Linked DNA regions of Mus musculus: all the other regions are linked to region 2. The links are chromatin contacts, called in public HiChIP or PLAC-seq and promoter capture Hi-C maps. All regions are on one chromosome and are shown on one strand. The core of a region is the stretch at or near the end of the contact, and the rest is flanking DNA. Distances in the headings are between cores, read along the strand shown.

Region 1 (3,006 bases), core at 423-2,922, 1.5 Mb after region 2:
TGGGACTTCTCTGGTCCTCCAGGCCGCCTTGTCCTCTCCAGGCTGCGGGCAGGGGGTGCTGCAGCCTGGTTCATAAGGCTGTGAACCTGTGTTCGTTCACACAGCTGGGCTCAGGAGTGAATACGAGCCGCAGTACATCCCATGTCCACCAGGGGGTGCCCGTGTCTACAAATGCCGGGCAGGTTTCCCTGCAGGAGCAATTCTTCCTGTTACATTCCAGAAGGGTCTCCCTATCCCCAGGTACACTGCAGCCCTTGACTCAAAATATCAGAGTCTCCTGGATTTGCTGCCTATGCACGGCAATCCCTTTCTGGATCTGAGGGACTAAGTTCCCCTAGGCCTTATGGAAGTGGAAATTGAGGCACATCCTCCTTGTCCCTTGCCAGGGTCCTTTAGGTTGAATGGGGGTGCCCAATGCGGGGGGGGGGGGAAAGGACCAACACTTCCCTGTCCCCACCAATTCGCATCGCCGGAAACAATGGGCCTGAAAAAAGGTGCCCCAGATAGGTCTGCAGGCGGCAGCGAGTTGATGATTAAGCTGGGAGGTTCTGGCCTAGTGGACACACCTGCGAACCCAGCATCTAAGAGGCTGACACCGGAGTTCCATTGCCTTGAGTTCCCGGGCAGCCTGGGTTACAGTGTGAGATCCTGTCTGAAAACATAAGAAAAAGCCAGGCCGGGCAGGAGAGATGGCTCAGTGGCTAAGAGCACAGACTGCTCTTCCAGAGATCCTGAGTTCAATTCCCAGGAACCACACAGTGGCTCACAGCCATCTGTAATGGCTCTCTTCTGGTGTGTCTGAAGACAGCTACAGTGTACTCATATACATATACAAATAAATAAATCTTTTTTTTTTTAAGTTTAAGAAACAGTCAGGTACTAAGGCAAACGCCTATCAAGTCAGCTCTGGAAGACTGGTGGAGGATGGCAAATTCAACATCGGGCTTGGTTAGAGTACGAGATGCATTGGAGGCTATGTGAGACTTGGCCTCAGAAGAAAATAAAGCTTTCGGGTTCAGAAATCCGATTTGAGCTTTAATTCCAGCACTCGGGAAGCAGTGGCAACCTCGCCTCTATGAGTTCAAGGCCAGCCTGGTCTACACAGTGAGTTCCAGACTAGCCAAGGGAACACAAAACTACTGGCCAATCTTGTAAACAGAAGCAGGGGGACTGTCTCAAGTCCCAGGTAAGTTTGGGCTACATGAGAACCCGTCTCAAAAAGCAACAGAAAAAAAAAATAGTGACAGTTGTCACGCTGGGTGACTAAGACCAGTTTCCCTATTCCTGGGCTTCCTTGTTTGTGTATTTGCGAGACCTAAGGCGGCAGAGCCGCGCTGCAGCACCTCCCACTTAGGCTCCGGTTCAGAACCAAGCAAGGGTTATTTTGTCTGGAGCCTCGTGAGGCCACGCCCCACCGCGCTATTGGTGAAGTTCTTTCCGGTAGGCGAGGCTTTCTCTAACGCCCCGCCCCGCCCCGCCCCTCGATGCTACTGACTTTCTCGCAGGAGCTGATTTTGCCCCCTCAGACCACGCCCTTCACACGCTATTGGCCTGGTCCCTTGTAGGGGGGGGAGCTTTCTATCAGGCCACCGCCCTCGTGGAGCCTTTGGCCTAATTCTCTCAGCAGAACCAGGCTTTTTCAGGCCCCGCCTCCTCAGCGCGCTATTGGTGGAGTCTTCTCCTGAAGGTGTGGCTTTCTCCTCAGGCCATTCCTTCGCCGCGCTATTGGCCTAGTCTTTTCTGGGGTCCCGTTCCCTACTGCTGTGTTTGCGGAGTCTCTTCCGGTAGGTGCGGTCTTCTCCTCAGGCCCCGCCCTCCAACCGTCCTATAAGTGCGACGCAGCTGCGGGTCCCCAGCGGTCTTCCGTCCTGTTGTCCCGCTTGTGTGTGTACGTAGTTCGAGCCCGCTGCGTTCGCAGTCTCTAGCTCTTTCTTTTCGCGGGTTCGAGCACCTGGCCGATCTCTTTTTTGGGTTCGCGACCGTCACCGCAATGCTGTTCGATAAGGTGAAGGCGTTCGTAGTAGAGATAGACGGGGCGCGCACGGGCACCGAGCCCGTGTTCCACGGAGGCCAGGCCGTGGCAGGCCGGGTACTGTTGGAGCTTGCGGGCGCGGCACGCGTGGGCGCGCTCAGGCTGCGCGCTCGGGGCCGCGCGCGCGCGCACTGGACGGAGTCGCGCAGCGCGGGCTCCAGCACTGCTTATACTCAGAGTTACAGCGAGCGCGTGGAAGTCGTGAACCACCGCGCCACGCTGCTCGCGCCAGGTACGGGCTGGGGACCTTTTGGGGCGCACCGAGCATGCGATTCCCAGGCCTACGTCCGCTGAGCCCCGGGTCTTGTTCCTAGACTCGGGGGATATCGCCACGCTTCCCGCTGGACGCCACGAGTTTCCCTTCAGCTTCCAGCTGCCTATGTAAGCCCCACTGTCGCCTTCTGGCTGGGCATCTAGGGTTCCCTCAGCCCTGACTTCTCGGGACATCCCTCTTGTATGCCCTTCACCCCACTATCTCCTGATAGTGATCCTCTGATTACCCACTCTTGCCACCCCAGCTCCCTGGTGACATCCTTCGAGGGCAAACACGGCAGCGTCCGCTATTCCATCAAAGCCACTCTGCACCGGCCATGGGTCCCTGCACGCTGCGCCCGGAAGGTGTTCACTGTCATTGAACCTGTGGACATAAACACACCTGCCCTGCTGGCAAGTGGCTGCCCCATGGGGGTTGGGGTCCAGCCTGGCTGCTTGACACCTTTTAGATTTGAGGGTCTCAAATGACCTCTGTAACAGGGAGCCAGGAGTTAGTGGTGAGTTTAAAACCCACTATAGGTAAGTGCAAATTCTGAGGGTGCTCACCTGCTGTGTGCCTCTGGGAAGGTATCTTGCTCTTTCCCAGCCTCAGATACCCCATTTGGAAAGCAGGATATGATAGGGCTATTTTTGTTTTTGTGTTTGCTTTTGTCTTTACTGGTTTTGGGTTTTGCTTTATTTCTTTTTCTTTTCTTGTTTGT
Region 2 (3,033 bases), core at 397-2,896:
CCCGAAAGCCTGCTCTGGGCACCCTGCACCGGATAGCACTGCCCTCTCCCTCTCATCTCCATCCCACATCTAATCTAAACAGAGAACCTTGGGCTCCTGAAGCTGACCACTAGCAGGCTCAGGTGCATTCCTCCCCTAACATTCTGAGATTAGGTCTGAATTCCTGATTCTTCTGCTCAGTACTGAGATGACAGGCTCAGGCCACCATGCCAAACTTTATATGCAGTGCTAAGCCCCAGCCCAGCCCTCCACAGCTTCTTAATTATGTCCCGAATTCTTGAGACCTGAGTCCCTCGGAGCCAACCCATTAAACTGCCACACCCCCTTGGCAGTGTCATAGACTCTGGGGACAGTATCCATTTCCCTTCTGGAGGATGGACAGGGTCTTCCTCTGTAACCTAGCCTGTTCCTGAACTCGCGGCCATCCCCCTGCCGCAGATCCCGGGAATGAGGCCAGGCGCCCACCTGTGTGTGTACGCAGATGCGCCTTTAGGTGCGAGCTCTTGGTGTAGGTCTTGCCGCAGTTGGTGTAGCTGCAAGTATGTGTGGCGGCGCGCTTGCGGGGCCAGGAGCGGCGGCCGCGTTTGGGCTTGGCCTCCAGCAGCTCCAGCGGGGACGAGGGCGGCGTGAGGAGACCGCGCGTGGCAGGTGGAGCCAAGCCCAGCGCCGCCGCCGCTGCCGCCGCGTCCTCGAAAAGACCGAAGGCGCCAGGCGCGGGAGGCCCGTAGTGCAACGCGGGGCCGGGACCGCCGAAGCTGGGGCCGGGACCGAAGGGCGGCGGGAACGGGTTGCGGGGACCGGACGCCGGGATGCGCAGGGGGCCGTCGGGGCTGAGCGGCGGCGTGTCCGGGGGCGGCGGGGGGCGGCCGGCGGGACCCCGCATGCATGCACCTGTCGCTCCTGGGGCGCCCTCGAGCTTCAGCCCGCGCGGTCCGTGGGCCAGGCCCGGAGCGCAGCCGTAGCCGCCGCCGTCCACCTCGGGGGGCTCGGCCTTCACTAGCCGCCCGGGAGGCGCGAGGAGGAAGCGGCCGTGCAGAGCCGGCCCCTGAGGCGGGTCCAGGTCGGGGCGCAGCAGCTCTGTTCCCAGGCTGGCCGCGGGGATGCTGTAGGGCGGCGGAGCACCCGGCTCCGGGTAGTAGAAGGCAGGCGGCGGGGGCTGCGGCGGGGGCTCGGGAGGATTTTCGGCGCCCAGACCGTCCAATCCCATGGAGAGGATGAAGTCCAACACGTTGTTTAGGTCCTCATCCGTGCCGCCCGCCTCGGGTTCATTTCGCGGCCAGCGCTGCAGGAGACAGGGCGCGGGACGTGAGTGGGGGTGCCTCCTGCTACCCTGCACCCCAAAGTCTAACAACTAGGCCCTCAAGATCTGCACCCGGTGCACGGCATCCCTTCAGCGCGCGTGTCCTCAGTCCCTGCACCCACCTCCTGTCCCACAGCCTGAAGTCTAACTCCCTGAGGCGGTCAGCACCCTGGACCTTGTCATCTCCAGTACTGGCTCCTGCACCCTGTAGCCTGGTACCTTGCTACCCCGCCGCCCGCGGACCCTCGCTGCCCTCACCTCCTGGAGGCCGCGCTCGCACGGGCTGGCGAAAGTGGCAAAGGACGGCAAGATAGGCTCGCTGAGCGCCATGGCAGGGACTGTGTGTGCTGTGGCCCGGCCCACCCAGGCCTTATAGGCGCGGCAGGCACAGAGGGCCGGGCTAGGAGGCGTCGACGGAAACGCGTCCCGGATGGGGACGAGCTCCGGGCTCAGCCTAAATTTAGCCGCGGTATATAAGCCTGGCGGTGGTGGCTGTGGCGGCTACTGCGGGAGCCCGGACTGCGCTCCTCAAGCCCCGCCCCCGCGGCCGGGCCCCGCCCCCGACCGTCCCTATGGCGACGGCGTCAACAAACCAGGCACAACAGCATAGTTAGCGCGCGCGGGGGGCGGGGGAGGGGGTGGCACCTGGGACTCCGCGGGGAACACGGGTGACGAGGCTTTCCCGGTATCTCCCCAGCCTCAAGCCCCTGGAAACCTGGACCGATGCATGGGGAGTCTGGGGTCACAGTGCTCACCCAGGGAACGCTCTGTGAAATCTTTGTTTAAGCTACCTTGGAAGCTAAGACAAGAAGGATGAAGTTTGGGGCCTGCCTAGAAGGGAGTTGAGGCCAGCCTGGAGCATCGTAGCCCCCTTAATACACACACACACACACACACACACACACACACACACAGAGGGAGAGAGATAGACACAGAGAGAGAAAGAGAGAGAGAGGGAGAGAGAGAGAGAGAGAGAGAGAGAGAGAGATGGGAGGGAGGGAGGGAGGGAGGGAGGGAGGGAGGGAGGGAGGGAGGGAGGGAGGGAGGGAGGGAGGGAGGGAGGGAGGGAAGGAGACACACACACACACACAGAGGCAGACACCATGGCATGGTGGTATATGCTTGTCTTCAGAACATTTAGGAGGTTGAAAGCATTAGGTTCAAGGCCCCTTTGGCTACAAGAGACCGTGTCTTAAAAAAGAAGCAAACACTAGAGGCAGGCATGATGGCTTAGTGTCTGCTTACAAGCCTCATCCAAGGAGCTCAGTTCCCAAAAGGGGGAGAGAATCCGTTCCCATAAGTTGTCCTTAGACCTCACAGTGCACTGGCGCACGTGCAAATACACAATAGCATGTAATAATTACAATTTACACTAGATACATAAATACAGTACTGAGTCTCTGGGACCTTTCACCTCCCACAAACATACACCTCACATAAATCCTTCTAGTGCAGGGAAGAGCTGTTGTCTGACTGTCAAGACTTGCAAGGGATACTCAGTGGGGGATGGGCACATCAAATAAATATGCATAATACCCAAGGGGCCTAAACAGAAAAAAAAAAGGAACAGTGGAAGAGGAGGAAGTATGTGGTGAGCCTGGGGAAGGACATTGGTGCAATTTTGACCTTAACCCCGGAGGCAAACATTGAGGTAAGCTCTGGAGAAAGCAAGAGGGTAATAGAGAGAGGGAGGGCATTGAAGCTGTGACCTGAAACCAGGAGGCTGAGGGGTG
Region 3 (2,971 bases), core at 228-2,727, 1.6 Mb after region 2:
TCACCTATCCCCAGAGCTGAAGCCACCAGCCCTGACAGCCAGCCTTGGGAACCGGGGCACCCAAATGTCTTTATGACTCCAGGTGAGTTCCGACCAATCCCCAGCAGCATTTAGGGGAAAGGGTTCTAGAGCTTGGAACTGGGGCCCCTGACAGGACAAGAGGATCTGAGCTGTCCTGATGGTCCAACAGGGAAGGAAAATTAGGGCTCTGAGCATAGAGCTAGCCTTCCCCCCTCTTGCCTTGTGTTTGGAGGGAGTTCTGTCACCACCTGACATAGCTGCTGAGCCTCCAAGATGTCCTGGAGACATCTCCTGGAGGGCATGAAAAGACACGTGCAAAGCTTCATATGGCCTGCAACAGTCAAGCACCGAGAGTTTATGGATTTTGGTGAGTTCCAGGCCAGCCTGGGCTGCATATGGAGACCCTGTGTAGAAAAAAATAAAAGGTCATGCAGTGTGAGCCACAGCCCTAGGAGGGGGCAGATGGAGTGAAGCCAATGTTCTGGGCCACCTCCCCAGGCTGGGCTCATACCCAGTGTGAGTCATAGATGCTCCAGCCAAGGCTGACACACACCTTGGCCTATGCACAGCAGGCTCAAGCCAGAACCACTTCGCCTGGCCAAGGGGCTACTAGAACAAGGCCTCTATGCAAAGAGCAGACATACAACCCTGTGGCTTTTCCCTGCCTCTCTCCTCTGTCCTTTAGCTGTTGTGAGCACTTCTAGTGAGCCTTTTGTTTCTTTGGGCACCTAGATATGGTGGTCTTAGCCCATGTGCTAGATGAGACTCAGGGAAAGAAATGTACTTGAATTGCAGAGCCAGCCTTTCAATGCTGGGGAACAGAACTCTGAGCCCAGGCCCCCTGGGCACATGATGTGCTCTGTCAAGAGTCCTTGGTGTTTTGAGATAGGCTCCTTATATACCCCAGGCTGGACTGAAACTCATGGCCCTTCTGCCTCTACATTGCAAGTGCTTAAGTCACAGGCTTGCAGGGCCCAGCCTGGCTCTGATCAGCTGACTGGAAACACTCCCAACATCAACAAAACCTCATTGGGCCGCTGTGGTGGCACATGCCTTTAGTCCCAGAGGTGGGAAAAACTGAGTTCGAGGCCAGTCTGGGCTATACAGTAAGACATCATCTCAAACAACACAAATCTTTATAAAGATCCAGATTCCATCTAACACTACAAAAGCAGAACACTGCAGACACTGGTGTACATGGTATCCCAACATTTCAAGGGCCAAAGGAGAGGTCAGAGTTCAAATTTCTACTATGCTGTTCACAGCCTGTAGAACAGGTTTCTGGGCCACTGCTGTGTAATAGGGGTACAATAATCTTGGCCCAGCTGGGCAGTGGTGGCACACACCTTTGATCCCAGCACTTGGGAGGCAGAGGCAGGAGGATTTCTGAGTTTGAGGTCAGCTTGGTCTATAAAGTGAGTTCCAGGATAGCCAAGGCTACAGGAGAAAAACCCTGTCTCAAAAAAAAAAAAAAACCCACAAAACAACAATAATAATAATCATCTTGGCCCTGAGAGGGACAGGGAAGAGGGGAACCAAGATCAGGACACCCCCTTTTCAGAGCACATAAGATAGAGGCCCACAAAGGAAGAGTATAGCTTTCATAGCTGCTGCAAAACTCCACCATGGTACCCAAGCTGGAACTCTTATGTGCCCGAAGCTCAGGAGAGTGCCTGCCCAGGAAACTCAGCCCTGGGCTCCATCCTCACACTGTATGAACTAGATTGTCATCCCAGCATCCAGGGAACCTATGTTCAAGCCTTTTCATTACTAGCTTTAGTCTTACTAGACAGGGTGTGTAGCCTGGGCTGGTCTAGGATTGAGGAGTCTCCCGCCTCGGCCTCCCAAATGTTAGGATGATGCCAGAACCAAGCTGGACCCACAAGAGTTCCATTCAGGGCGGGCAGGCAGGCACTCAGCAGCTGTCTAGGGACACCTGCCACCCACTGGGACTTACCATGTGACCTATCACCCACAGTGACACCCTGAGAGCCTCAAGACCCAGGGTCTCAACAGCAGTGGCCAGGGCTGACAGGAAACTGTATATATAACATGGGGGAGGGGAGGGGAGACGAGACCTAGGGTCAGATGTTCCCACTGGGCTGAGCTGGACGACCTTGATTAATCTGCTCTAAGCCCAGGGCACTGAAAACGGAGATGAAACAGGCAGGTGTGATGGCACATACCTTTAACCCCAGCACTCAGGAAGCAGAGGCAGGGGGAGCTCTGGCTGGTCTGCATAGAAAGTTCCAGAACAGTCAAGACTACATGAAGTATCCTTGTCTCAAAAATAAAGATGCTATGTGACTCAAGACAATTGCTTTACTTCGCTGAATATTGTTTCCTCAAAATAGAGCAGGTGCTGCGAGAAGGGGGCGTGTCAGGGAGATATTTAAATGCACCTACATGATTCTAGGCTCCCACATAGACTTGCAGAGAAGGCTCTGGGTCTGAGGTACCCTTTGAAACCAACAAAGGCGAATAAAATCTAGTGAGCACAGGCTGCAAGCCCAGCTCTTTTCTGTATGGATGAATCCCGGAGGCCCCAAGCTTGTAAGCACTTCCTTCTGCCCCTTCCCATGTAGTCACTCTTCTTCCTAAAGGATATACCAGCTAAATTGATAGGCTAGTCCAGGATTGCGTCCTGGTGCCACCTGGACCTGGGCCGACAGCGTGCACCTAGGTGGCGCTCGCTGCGCAGCAGATGTGCAGGCACGGCCCGCGCCCACGCCGCGTTCCCCCCCCCCAGGGGGGGGGGGAAGAAGGGGAGGAAAGAGGTTAGAGGAGGAGGGAGGGGGATGGGAGAGGGCTAGCCCCGCCCACCCTCAGCCCAGGCGGGGGAAGAAGGAGGCGGACAGCCAAGCTGGCGTAACGAAGACTTTACTGAAAACACAAAACCGGCGAACCAAGGATTACGGAACAGGAATGTGGACTCGTAGCAAAACAAAAC
Region 4 (3,148 bases), core at 186-2,685, 1.5 Mb after region 2:
GAGCACCCCAATTTTGATGACAAACGGGGGCATGCCCCCAATCCCTGGGGGCTGTGAGAGGCTGAGGTGTGTCTCAGGAGACTGAGTGCTTTGCCAGTGTTTATGACGCCCTGGCTTCTGTTGTTAGCACGGAACAAATGGGGCTTGGTGGCCCAGGCCTATCCTGTCAGGTAGGACCTGAGAGGTAGAGGCAAGATGGCCAGTTCCAGGCCATCCTCAGCTCTATAGTAAGTCTGAGCCTCACAGATATGAAACCCTTTCTAAAACAAAAAGCAAAACAATTCCTGGGTAGGGGGTAGGCAGGGAAGGCCCACAGCCACAGGCTGAGGTGGCCACATGCAGAAGGTTTAGGGGCTGGAGGCAGAACCTGGTGCTCTTGGCCTGTCCCTCTGTGGTGTCTCCTGGAACCTGCTTACATCTATCACCCCAGGCTGGTTCCATCTGGCTCCACCTATGTGGATAGTGCAGATGTGGTCCCCAACACCTGGACTGTCACTCTGTTGGTGGCTCTGCTGGGGCTCAGTGCTGTCACTGCTCCCAGGCCACTTGCTGGCCACACATCTGCCCCTCAGTCCTTCCTGAGGCCCTCTAAACTGCAAAGACATTGGGCCAGGAAGAAGCAGGAGCTGGGTGGCTGGGGTGGGGGTGGGGAGGGGATTAGGGAGGGGATACACACACTCATCGCTCGGCTGCAGGCAAACCTCAGCTCCCCAGCTTGTCAGTAATCACGTGACTGAAGGGGCGGAGACTAGACTCCTTGGTCTCTGGGATGTCTTAGAAGACACCTGAAACTCCAGCACCTTAGGAAGTAGGCTGAGAGGAGGATTTCAGTGAGTAAATTCAAGATCAGCTTTGGCTACAGAGCTATCAAAACAAACAAACAAAACCCAAGACCACAAAAAATGTTGCATGAGCTGGAAAGGGGGGCCCAAAACTGTCCCAGCGCTCAGGAGGTGAAGGGAGAAGGAACAGAACTTCAAGGCCACTCAAGGCTAACCTGGACTCCCTGGTAAGTTCTAGCGCAGCCTGTACTTCACAGTGAGTTTGACGCCAGACTAGGTTATGTGAGACCTTGATTCAAAACAAAAACTTTCATGAGTGAGCTCTGTAAGTTTGGCTTGAATGATGGGGGCAGAGCAGGTTCGGGGGTCTCCCCAGCCCTGATGATTGCAGCTGCCTGGAGCTCTTTCTGCCCGCAAGGCTAATAGGGTTTAAGATCGGGGTCCCTGAGGTGAGCGGGCTTGTCTGTCCCCAGAGATGAGGTCCAGGTGTGCAGGATCACCTGCAATAGCCAGCTGCCTGTGCACAGATGCCCATCACCGGGGTTCTTATTCTTGCCCAGTGCCCAGGAGGGAGCTTTAAGCATGGGCGGAGCCTGCGGGGTCATGGGGGTGGGGCCTGGTGCACTCAGCCAATCCAAGGCGCCGCTCATACGGGGCGGCGCTGCTCCCCCTCCCTGGCCGGTCTCGGCGGGGACGCGCTGGCACGAGGGTCCAGGTCCCCGCCCGCAGGTATTGGCGAGAGGAAGCGGGGGTGAGGGGGCTGGGGGGGCAGTAATAGCGGGTCCCTGGGCTATGCGACTAGGGACGACGCTGGGGATGGTGTTGCCACGCGGTCAGGGGTCAGGGACACAGAAGAGAGGGTGCGCGTGTCCCCCGGTGAGGGAAGATTGCGAGTGGGAGACGCTGAGTCCATAAAGTCCATGCACAAGGATGGATGTGATACGGCCAGTGACATGAGCACTCTTCGGCCACCCTAAACTGAGGTCAAGGTGCTCAGTGACAGCACCTGGGCTGCCAGACTGGCCTTGTAAGCTCCCTGGTAGCCGGTGTGCAAAGGGCAAGCAGAGCCGGGCACCCTGAGGAGTCAGTGAGCCTGGTGAGAAGAGCTCTGGCACCCTTCCTCAACTCCATTTCCCCACCAGCTGCTGGGGAGGCCACCTGACACAGGTCTAGTGTCTTGGGAGTTTCTGTCATGAGCCGTTATCACTGTGGTTCCTACAAGAGTTGTGGGAGGTGGGTGCCTCCTTGAGACTCACAGCAAGGGACACCTATTGATCCGATTTTATTTTATTTTGAGACAGGTTCTCAGGTAGCCCTAGTTGGCCTCAAAGGCCAGGCTAGCCTTGCTGTTTAGCACCTCTTGATAGGTATGTATCACCAGTCCTAGCATGGCGACTTACACCTGCCATCCCAGCACCTGGGGTTTGCCACAGTGCCAACCTGCACTATAGATTGAGAGCCTGTCTCTAAAGTAAATAAATAAAATTACAGAAGACAAGAGAAAACGGACTGAGCTGGTACCCCAGGCTCCATGACAGAAAGCAGCTCTGTCCTCAGCTCACAGCCACTCGGGCAGAGCCAGCCTGGTTCCCTGTCAAGGTCCTGCCCTCAGCCACCGCCAGGCTGTGTCCCTTAGTCTGTGTCTGACTCGGTGCTGGCAGAGGATCCAGGGGCCACCCAACCTCCCTCAGCTTTGCTCTTCTTTTTAAAACCAGAAGAGGTATCCCCCTTGTGCCTGGGGCAACAGACAGTCCTTTTAACTGGAGGCTCAAAACACAGCCAGCCCAGGACTGGTCACTGAGCCCTGCCTGCTCTGCATCTGTCCTGTGCCAGCCAGCCTGCCCAGGAAGAGGCTGTCTCAGGGAACAACATGGCAGCACCTAGGCTTGGCATATGTGTCAGACAGCTGAGTCACAGCCCCATATTGCCTCTTCACCTGTGTGTCTTGCAGGCACCCAGGCCACCTTGTCACCTGCTGTTGGTAGCTTGAGGGGCAGGGGGTGCTCATGGGCCAGGATGATTGCAGGGCATGCTGGTGTCTGGGAGGTTAGGCGCTGGGGAACTGAAGCAGACTTTGAGCAGGGGTCGGTAGACACTGACTTTCCAGATGATCCTGGACTCTCCTGAGCCTTGGAATGTTCTGGAATGGCCAAGGTGATGTTCAACCTTTGCTGTCTCCACAGGTCCATTCAGAAGCTCTGCTGCGGAACCATGCTGGGCCCCAAAGGGCCTGCTGCACGCCCAGCCCACGGAGGCAGGTGGCCATGAGTAGCCACAGCCACAATGGCAGCGTGGGGCAGCCTCTGGGCAGCGGGCCTGGATTCCTGGGCTGGGAGCCTGTGGACCCTGAGGCAGGCCGCCCCCTG
Region 5 (2,894 bases), core at 45-2,544, 1.6 Mb after region 2:
TTCCAGGAAGGGAAATTCCTTCTCAGCCATCATCCAGACTCTCTGGGATCCAGTGTGTAGATGAGATAGCTAAAGAACCAAGTCTAGGGCTCTGAGTTCAGGAATGTTCAGCTGGGACACTCCTGTACCAGCCTGACCGCAGAGATATGGGAGTGTCTGTGCGCACCTGCATGAGGTGGGTGTCCAGTCCTGGACGCACCTGGCCATCCCTTCAGGAAGGCTCAGGGTACACCCAGTGGGGAGTGCTTACCTAGCATGTGTTAGGCCTAGAGTTCCTGCACCACAAAACCCAGGGTCATTCTGGAGTAAAGGCAGGGTCAGGAGTTCACAGTGATGCATGTATACAAATGGAGTTCAAAGGCAGCCTGGGCTATATGAGACCCTGCCTCACATCCTGACTCAAATGTGGAGTATACACGTGTCCTTTCCATACTCCAGTGACTGAAGCAAGAGGATCAGGAGTTTGAGGTTAGCCTGGATTATGTCAGTTCAGATCAGAAAGCCTAACCAAAAAACAAACCAAATATCCTACCATCAAGAACTGGGGAGATGGGAATATGTGGCTCTCCTCACTTAGGCCAACGCGCCCCTCGACAGAGCAGGGGGAAACCTGGCCTCCTTTACTTGTTTATGCCAGGTCTAAGAGTCCCCAAACTGAGGAGGCCTGAGCCTAAACTAGGAGAAAAAAAAAATCCTTTCTTCCTGAGCAAGACATGCTGTGTGTCCCAGGGAGAGAATCAACCCGCTCTCTGAGCTGGATTTCCAGCCAAAGGCGTGGGCAGCTGAGGTCAGACACCAGATAAGCATCAAGAGGGCAACGAAGCCCACGTGAGCCATTAAGCCCGCCCATTTCCCGGAAACGCAGCTTTCCTATCAATGACGGTGACAAGCCCCGGAAACGATCATAGTCCCTCTTCCGGTCGCAAAAACCGTGTCCATCAAGAGATAAATCCCCAACGGTGACCGTCTGGGGCCCTGGAGGGACACCGGTCACTCCGGCCTCAGTTTCCCCCATCTCTCAGCAGCCCGAAGACCCTGCGCGCGCCCCTCCGCCTCGCGGCCCTCACCATCTTCCCTGCAGCGATAACTTCCGCCGCGGCACAGACACACGCGCTCCCACCGGCGGCCCACCGCGCGCCCCAGACTGAAAAAGACTGGCAGAAACTATGACCAATCAGCGAGCAGCTCAACGGACATCTATCCAATCGGGACGGGCTAGGGCGGTACCTACGGAACAAGACGGACGGCCTCACCGTATTTCTACGGTGGGATTGAGAGGTAGCCGTAAAGTGCGACACTAGAACGACGCAAAAGGCCGCAGCACAAGTTACGCCCACTACGGGGTGTATGTTGGGAAAGGGCGCCTGCGCAGAGGTGCTCTCCTGGATCTGGTTCGGCGCCTAATTCGGCGCCACACTGTGGGCGAAGCTGGCTAATGCATGCGAGTCGCGCGGTGCCTATTTTGCGCTCCTAGCCTTTCATTCTTTGTTTTGTTTTGTTTTGTTTTCGAGACATTGCTTCTCTGTGTAGCTCTGGCTGTTCCTGGAACTCACTCTAGACCAGGCTGGCCTCGAACTCAGAAATCCGCCTGCCTCTGCCCACCAAGTGCTGGGATTAAAGGCGTGCGCCACCACTGCCCAGCTCTAGCCTTCCATTCTTGCCCTTATGGATCTCTTTGTCTTTACCAACTCAAATAGAATCTTTGAACACGAACGGCAGGTCTGGCGTTCCCTGGCGACAGGAAGTGAAAACAAATCTCTGGGATTTTCCTGTTTTGAGATGGGCTTCTGTGGCAGCTGAAGCTAGCCGATCATGAACTTGCATTAGACCCCGACTCGGCTTCTCCACTGCTGGATGGCCACTGTGGGCCATCAAGCTTTAATCCTTGCTTTAAAAAAAATCATTATCATTTTGGGAGGAACATAGTGTTTCTCTGTACATCCCTAGCTGGCCTTGAACACACAATGTAGACCAGGCTGGTATCGACCTTCCAGAGATCCTAGTGAGTGCTGGGATTGCAGGTGTGCACCACCATGGTTTAATGTGTCTTCTTGAGCTACAAATTCAGGTTCTCATGCTTGCCCAGTAGGGGTGCCAAAGAATGATATTCCGGACTCAAATAGTATGAAAACTCAAAGAGTGTCTTATTATGCAGAAGTTGAGCATGCTGGAGTCTCGAATTACCAAAATAGACACCCATGTTAACTTGGAGGTTTGATTTAAAGCACATTAGGAAATTCCGGGGCAGGTGACCTCTATGTTAATCTGTGAGGTCCATCTCTATGGACGTTCCATGGCAGGGCTGCGGGGGCTGGAAACTTACTGGGGAGGTCTGGAAACTGTTGCTTACCCATTGTCCTTGCCTCAGGCCAGGTGGTGGGGCAGCTTCTGAGGCCTGGACTTGTCTGGAATTGGCCAGTTCTTGGAAACAGATTTAGGCCACCTCTCCTTAACTGCCAGTTTGAAGCTTGTCATGAAGTCAGCCTAGCCTTCTCATCAGGAAGCATTTTTACCCATGGAGCCATCTCCTAGCCCTTCTATTTATTTTTATTTTCTTTGGCTACTGGTTATGGAATCAGAGCTCCACCCTGAGCTGTCCCAAGCAGGACAGCTGTTTGACCAAGCTGCTGAAAGGCCCTGGTACAGAATGTTAGCGATGAGTTCACTTGTTGGGATCCTCTGACCCGGGAGACTCCCTTGGCACACTCCCCAGGGCTCTTCTAAGTGATGGAGTGAGACTCCCGCACTAAGACTGCAGCTCAGCGGGAGGGATAGAAGCCCTGAGCTCCCGCCCCCACCCCCACCGCTAACAATAAAGTAAAGCAGTAAGTGCTGAGGAGCAGCGCCTGAGCAGAATGGGCACTATCTCAGCACTGTGGAGGCACTGCTGGAGA
Region 6 (3,090 bases), core at 532-3,031, 1.8 Mb after region 2:
TCTTCCTCCTCTGCATCATCAACCCCATCGAGCACCTCAAAGCCCTCCAGCAGTGGGGCCCCAGGAAGTCGCAGGGCAGCAGGCTCAGAGGGCTCAGCCCAAGACGCCATGCTGCTGGGATCAGGAACTGGCCCTAAGGGGACAGGCAAGTGTGACAGTGATAACCCCATCTAGGCAGCCCCTCCAACTCCCTCCAACTGCCATCCCTCATGTAGCTCCCTTTCATTCATCGTATATTCGCTGGGCATCCTACCAACCTGGCTTGTTGAAAGGAACACAGACCTCACACGCTGAGCCACAGACTGCAGCTGGGTTAGCTGTTATTATGGAATCTTTATAAGCACAGAAAGTAGGGAAACCCTAGCTTACACAGGAAAGATCCAACAAGCACAGAAAGACAAAGCCCAGCCAGGCATGGTGGCACACGCCTTTAATCCCAGCACTCAGGAGGCAGAGGCAGGTGGATTTCTGAGTTCAAGGTCTACAAAGTGAGTTCCAGGACAGCCAGGACTATACAGAGAAACCCTGTCTCGATAAACCACCAAAAAAAAAAAAAAAAAAAAGACAAAGCCACTTAGCCAAAGTCAGAAAACAAGCCAATTAACAAGAGGGTCAAGATCGAAAGTTATTGAGCTGAATGTCAAGAAAAGGGTGTTGGGGTAATTGAGGCAGTGGGGACTGTCACTGAGGCCTTGGGACAGCAATCTTTATAAGTTTTATAACTTATTCATTTGAAAAAGGTGAACTTTTAGTAGAGGTTCCTGACTCTGGCCACCTTCTCTGCTAAAGGATCCAGCAATAAAGGATTGGTGCTAGAAACTTAATGTCTCTTGCTGAATCTCCCAACAACAGAGACGATGGCTCCAACCTGCCTCTATCACCAAGTCTGCTTCCAGCTTTTAATCGTAGTAGGGCACTGGGGAGATAGCTCAGGCAACAGGGCACTTGTCTACCAAGCACAAGACCCGGGGTTCTAACCCCAACGCTGCAGAAACCATGTATCAGCAAATGCCTTTCATTCCAGCAATCGGGAGGTGGAGGAAGGATGACCAGGTATTCGAGGCCATGGAATTCATGAGTTACATGAAATCCTGACTCAAGAAATTGAAAGCATAAGCTAGGATTGTAATTCGTTGGAAGAGCGTTCTCCTAGCAAGCACGACGCTTTAGAATTAGCACCCCTGTAAACCAGGTGTGGCAAGGCACGCCTGTCATCCAGCTCTTCGGACAGGAAGGCCAGGAGTTCAAGGCCAGCCTGAGCTACACACCCACTTGAAGACTAGCTTAGAATACTGGAGACCCAGTCTCAAATTAAATAAAAGCGAAAGAGTAGTGGGAACACCAATATGGACTCTTGCACCATCTCGCTGGCCCCAGGCCTCTCTGCGGAGGCCCCCAACCCAGCTGTAGAACCCTACGTCCTATCAGGCCCTCTCCTTAAGCCCCAGGAAGCCCCGGAGCCCTGCGTCCCTGCCCTGCGACCCTCACCTGCGGGGCTCCTTCCGGGATCCGGCCCCGACCGGAGACCCTCCCGCCCCGAGCCCCCACAATGCCCCGCGCGCCCCGCACCCCAACGCCGCCCCGCGCCCGGTCGACACTACCGCCCCGGGAGGCCCAGCCTCCCGCAGCCTCGGGAGGCCTTGGCCCCGGGAGCCTCGGCCTCCTCGCTACGCCCCGTCACACGTGCCTGCGGCTCGGGGACCCCGCTCGGGGTCCTGTGCCCCCTCCCCGCCCCCAGCCGCGGCCGCCGCGCCTCGGGAAACAGCTTCAGATACGCAGCCCCGCCCCCGCGCACCCATTGGCTGTTCACACCGCGTCTGCCGTGTTTATTGGCTTGTGCACACGTCCGTCTCGCGCCCTCGACACCACCTCCTTCCTGGTAAGCTCCGCTGGCCGTTTCTTAAAGGGGCTCTAGCCTCTAGGTGGAGGGGCTGTTGGGAGTGGGAGATGGGAACGCACTGGGCGCACAGTGGGAGAGGATAGCAGCACGCCCTGATTTGAGTTCATGCTGGGGCAGGCTTCCTCCTGCTTACATACGAGGTAGAAATAAACAAGAAACACTGTAGCTCATGCGCGGTCATTTTCGGGGCTCTTTGGAAAACAATAATATTTCATAATTTTACTTAATACTTTATTTCATGTCCTCCTTCCCCTGCCCCTCTCTTTTCCTGGGGCGTGGTGAGCAAGCCTCTCTGTGTAGGCTTGGCTGTCCTGGACGCAGCACGTTTACCAGACCAGGCTGGCCTTAAACTCATGGAGATCATACTGCCTCTATCTGCTCCTGGGATTAAAGGTGTGTGCTACCACACCCGTCTCAACTATTTTATTATAGCATTCTCTTTTGTTTCATGTTTTATATTGTATTTTAGTTAGCCAGGGTCTGACCATGAAGCCCAAGCTGACAGCAAAGTGTTTAGCTTGCTTGTGAGGTTCTGGAGTCTTAAAGAATTATTGATTTAATTTTATTAGTACACTGTCACTGTCTTTAGACACACCAGAAGAGGGCATCAGATCCCATTACAGATGATTGTGAGCCACCATGTGGTTGCTGGGAATTGAATTTAAGGACCTCTGGAAGAGCAGTCAGTGCTCTAAACCACTGAGCCATCCATCTCTCCAGCCCCAAGGTTCTGGGGTCTTGTGTGACTGCTTACTAAGTTACCTTGAAGGTACAGACGGGGTCAGGAAGCCAGACAGGGTGCTTGCCTGTTGTCTCAGTACTTGACAAGTGGGGCACTGAGGATCAGAAGTTCACGACCCGGCTTGGCTACATTGCACTGTCTAAAAGAACAGTAGCTGAAAGCTGAAGGGCAGTCACCTGAGATACAAGGTTTTCAGTAACTGCCTGCTGTCCATGCAGACTCTGCCAGAAGGTGCTAAGGTGTCAGGGAGAAAGCAGGGCCTCTCATTTGAAGGACCTTATCTACTCTCCCGAGCTGTCACCTTTCAAGAATGATCCTGTAATTCTTTCACTTGATATCAAAGAAACCATGGGCTTGTTCCAGTTCTGAGGGCTTTGAACCTGGCTACATCTGAAACCCAGTGGGGTTTGTTTTTTGTTGTTGTTCTTTGGTTCTTGTAGTACTTGAA
Region 7 (2,882 bases), core at 106-2,605, 1.7 Mb after region 2:
TTTTCTGCTGTGTCATTGCGACCTGGGACCACCTCGCAGAAGCGCTCCGTATTGGCGGTCCACAGCACGATGACCTTATCCAATCCCGCACTGGATCGGAAATCTCTAATGTCCTTTCGGATTTGCTCCAACTGGGAAAGGAAGGAGGAAGATTAGGTGGAGGTTGTCTTAAGTTGTCCGGAGGCTTGGGCCCCGGGGTATAGGAATTATTGCCAAAGGGAGAGACCATGTGGCCATGTAACAGGTGACAGTAAGGCCTGGGAGTGGGTCGAGGACCCCACCTGTTGGGCACGTGTGCCAGGGATGAGGTTGTCCGCACGTGCTGTCTGGTTGGCAGCGATGAACTCAGGAATGTAGACTGAGGGCCGCGGACGCAGGCTCTCCATGTGGGGCCACAGCTGTTCCTGCAGACCGCAGTCCAGGACCTGCGCGCGCCGCATGGCCTCGGCCAGGTTCAGCGACGAGATATCCCAGCCTGGGTTGCGGGGACCCTTAACACAGGACCCATCCCGTACCCTGGGCCCTCCCACACTTAACCCCATCCCGTCCCGAGGCTTTGCCCACCATCAAACACCAGGTCGTTGGGGGCCACCATGGGTAGCAGCGCACTGAAGGGCACAAACACCTCCCGGCCGTTCTCATCCAGACCCAAGTTCACGGTGCCCGCCTGGGTCAACGATCCATAATAGTTTGCCTCCTGGGAAGGGAGGGGGTGCGGCAAGCAGAGCAGGGTGTTGAGGGGCTGAGGGGTCCGGCTTGCTGAGACGCGCTAGTCCAACAAGCCACGCCCCTCCCCCAGTTCTGCTCGCCACACCCCCACCCCGTATTCTCCTAGTAGCCACGGCCCCCACCTTGCGACCTGTGCGCGTGGGCCAGGTTAGGCGCAGCCGATTGGCCAGAACAGCAGCAGTGAGCGTGGAGCCGTTGTTCCCGCCCCAGCCGACCAACATGACCCCGAGTCGGGGCACCTGCCGGGCGGTGCGGAAGGTGAAACGCGTAGCCCTGGGCTGCACCTAAGGAAGAGTTGGGAGTGAGTCGCGGGACCTCGGGTTCCCAGTGTCCTCCGCCGCCCGCGCCCCGCGCGCACCCGCAGCACGCCGCCCTCGCGGCTGACGCGCGTTGTCCGGTACTCGTAGCGCGCCTCGATGGTTTCGGGGCTGTAGACCACGTCCGGGCTATCCACGAGGATCTCGGCGGCGGGCTCCATCGTGGCGAGCTGTGGGCCAGAGCCAGTGAGCGCGGAATCACCACCCGAGAGCCAACCTTACGGCCTAGGATAGGTTCGTACTTACCGGCCCAGAGTTGGATCAGACTGCGGCAGCGGACAGCGTGGGCCCGAGGGCTCTGGGGCAGCGAAGAAAAACGCCGATGCCACGCCTCGACCACGCCCCTGATGGGCGTGACTTGCGACCAGGGTTCTGGGTGCTCTAAACCCAGGTAGCCGGAAGGAGTCTCAGGCGCGAGCGTCTTGCGCGTTACCTCGCTGCGCACCCTTGTACCACCAGGCAGCCAATGAGCGATGGCCACCGACAGGGAGGTGGGGCATGTCTGGTCGAGGGGCTTTTTGGGGGGGGGGGGGGTCTCAGAGCTGCTCGGCTGTCTGTCCCGCCCTCTCCCAGTCCTCCAGCTGCGATCACTGGCCTGATGGCCCTGCCCAGAGGAGGAGACAGAATGGGCAGGTCTACGCGGCCTCCCCCTGGGTAGGCACAGTGATAAGGAACATGGGAACTCGGCAGGCAGGCGGGGGAGGTGCCCCCAGAACTTTCCAAAACAAGTGGCCTCCTCCTAGCGGAAACTTTCCACAGCTGGAGCTGTGCCAAAAAGGTGGATTGTCCGAAATGTCTGCACGAAAATAAGAGGGGGCCCGCTCTGTGGGTGTCAAGACTTTATTTGCCGTTGCTAACACGAACCAGCCCAACTGAACTCATCCCGGTGAAGAGACTCAGGCAGGGTTCCCAGAGGAGGGGACTGTTGGGGATCGTTTTGATGTATGAAGGGGAGATTGTCATGGGAGAACTACAGGCGGAACCCGCTACACCCCCTAAAGTAAAGCTCCGGGGAGGGTCTCAGATGCAAGGGCTGAGGAGCACCATGGGGAAATGGGTTGTGCTTTAGATTGCTGCCCACTTTCTGTCCTCTTGTGGTGTGCCACAGTAGAAATGGCAGATTGTTTATCTCTTTTAGGTAATGAAACTGTCTGGTGGCCAATATCGGTCATCTCAGCATTTGGGAGGTTGAGGCAGAAAGACTGCACTGGGACATTCATTTTGCAAGGGGCTCGGGGCTGGGAGCAAGGCCGAGTCCCCAAAAGGGCCCTTCCCGGGAGGACATCCTTGACCAGGGTGGGGTTGGGGTCGCTGTAGCAGACTGCTCTGGTTGGGAGGTGCGTGGGGACAAGGGTTAGCCCTGGGCTCTGGGAAGGCGATGGAAGAGCATGGTCAAGCTGTTCCTAGGTAGTGAGTACACAGCGGCCCACAGGGTGCCTGACTCTCCTTCCACCCCCTCAGCTGCCTCAGAACTGTCAGAAGTCTGGCCAAGGCCTCAAGGGAGTCCTACTGACCCCAGCCCTCCCTCACAGGCTGCCTTTGACTTTTCCCTTTGAAAACAAACATGCTGCCTCTGACGCATGCCCAGCCTGTGCTTTCTGCTTGGAGCCAGGGGCTGATGGTGGCCATGCTCGGCCTCCATGGCCTCAGATGCTAGCTGGACTGACAGCTCTAAGAGACAGGTAATTCTCGCTGGGGTCTATTGTTTTTAAAAGGGTGTCAGTCTCAAGCAAACTTTCTGTCCCACCTATTCTAGTAGAGGGCAGCACCTTCTCACCTGAAGGCCTGGGTGCTGCAGGGGAGCCCACTCTGCCCATGCCCATGCCCAGCACTGCA

Evidence for each region. Promoter capture Hi-C pulls out the DNA fragments that hold promoters and counts their contacts. HiChIP or PLAC-seq counts read pairs in DNA pulled down with a chosen protein or histone mark. Capture Hi-C pulls out chosen DNA fragments and counts their contacts.
Region 1: a contact with region 2 is called in a promoter capture Hi-C map of hippocampal neurons, with 6 times the contacts expected there. The contact joins the promoter of Arrdc2 here to the promoter of Klf2 in region 2. A contact is called at or near these places in 2 of 39 promoter capture datasets (hippocampal neurons and pre-B cells).
Region 3: an H3K27ac HiChIP or PLAC-seq map of thymic regulatory T cells shows a contact between it and region 2, with 8 times the contacts expected there. The contact joins the promoter of Iqcn here to the promoter of Klf2 in region 2. A contact is called at or near these places in 1 of 39 promoter capture datasets (pre-B cells) and 1 of 115 datasets of contacts at active chromatin or transcription factors (thymic regulatory T cells).
Region 4: a promoter capture Hi-C map of hippocampal neurons shows a contact between it and region 2, with 9 times the contacts expected there. The contact joins the promoter of Kcnn1 here to the promoter of Klf2 in region 2. A contact is called at or near these places in 4 of 39 promoter capture datasets (embryonic stem cells, hippocampal neurons, liver and 1 more).
Region 5: a promoter capture Hi-C map of liver shows a contact between it and region 2, with 3 times the contacts expected there. The contact joins the promoter of Lsm4 here to the promoter of Klf2 in region 2. A contact is called at or near these places in 1 of 39 promoter capture datasets (pre-B cells), 1 of 115 datasets of contacts at active chromatin or transcription factors (embryonic stem cells) and 2 of 9 other capture datasets (adipose tissue and liver).
Region 6: a promoter capture Hi-C map of liver shows a contact between it and region 2, with 2.6 times the contacts expected there. The contact joins the promoter of Fkbp8 here to the promoter of Klf2 in region 2. A contact is called at or near these places in 2 of 9 other capture datasets (liver and pancreatic islet).
Region 7: a promoter capture Hi-C map of liver shows a contact between it and region 2, with 2.6 times the contacts expected there. The contact joins the promoter of Isyna1 here to the promoter of Klf2 in region 2.

What each region holds. Positions count from the first base shown.
Region 1 is chr8:70,838,386-70,841,391 of GRCm38.p6, reverse strand. Arrdc2 (arrestin domain containing 2) reads left to right here and starts at 1,672. Exons shown (of 8, transcript NM_027560.1): 1 at 1,672-2,264; 2 at 2,347-2,413; 3 at 2,551-2,698. The coding sequence starts at 1,991.
Region 2 is chr8:72,317,675-72,320,707 of GRCm38.p6, reverse strand. Klf2 (Kruppel-like factor 2 (lung)) reads right to left here and starts at 1,646. Exons shown (of 3, transcript NM_008452.2): 1 at 1,559-1,646; 2 at 466-1,282. The coding sequence starts at 1,630.
Region 3 is chr8:70,700,531-70,703,501 of GRCm38.p6, reverse strand. It overlaps Iqcn (IQ motif containing N), which reads right to left and starts at 1,477. Exons shown (of 4, transcript NM_001370847.1): 1 at 1-1,477. Jund (jun D proto-oncogene) reads right to left here. Exons shown (of 1, transcript NM_010592.5): 1 at 2,886-2,971.
Region 4 is chr8:70,855,295-70,858,442 of GRCm38.p6, reverse strand. It overlaps Kcnn1 (potassium intermediate/small conductance calcium-activated channel, subfamily N, member 1), which reads left to right and starts at 1,435. Exons shown (of 10, transcript NM_032397.3): 1 at 1,435-1,511; 2 at 2,966-3,148. The coding sequence starts at 3,047.
Region 5 is chr8:70,671,631-70,674,524 of GRCm38.p6, reverse strand. Lsm4 (LSM4 homolog, U6 small nuclear RNA and mRNA degradation associated) reads right to left here and starts at 1,294. Exons shown (of 5, transcript NM_015816.4): 1 at 1,068-1,294. The coding sequence starts at 1,070.
Region 6 is chr8:70,526,434-70,529,523 of GRCm38.p6, reverse strand. Fkbp8 (FK506 binding protein 8) reads right to left here and starts at 1,781. Exons shown (of 9, transcript NM_001111066.1): 1 at 1,688-1,781; 2 at 1-133. The coding sequence starts at 110.
Region 7 is chr8:70,592,954-70,595,835 of GRCm38.p6, reverse strand. It overlaps Isyna1 (myo-inositol 1-phosphate synthase A1), which reads right to left and starts at 1,355. Exons shown (of 11, transcript NM_023627.1): 1 at 1,293-1,355; 2 at 1,088-1,216; 3 at 852-1,013; 4 at 565-697; 5 at 282-475; 6 at 1-131. The coding sequence starts at 1,207.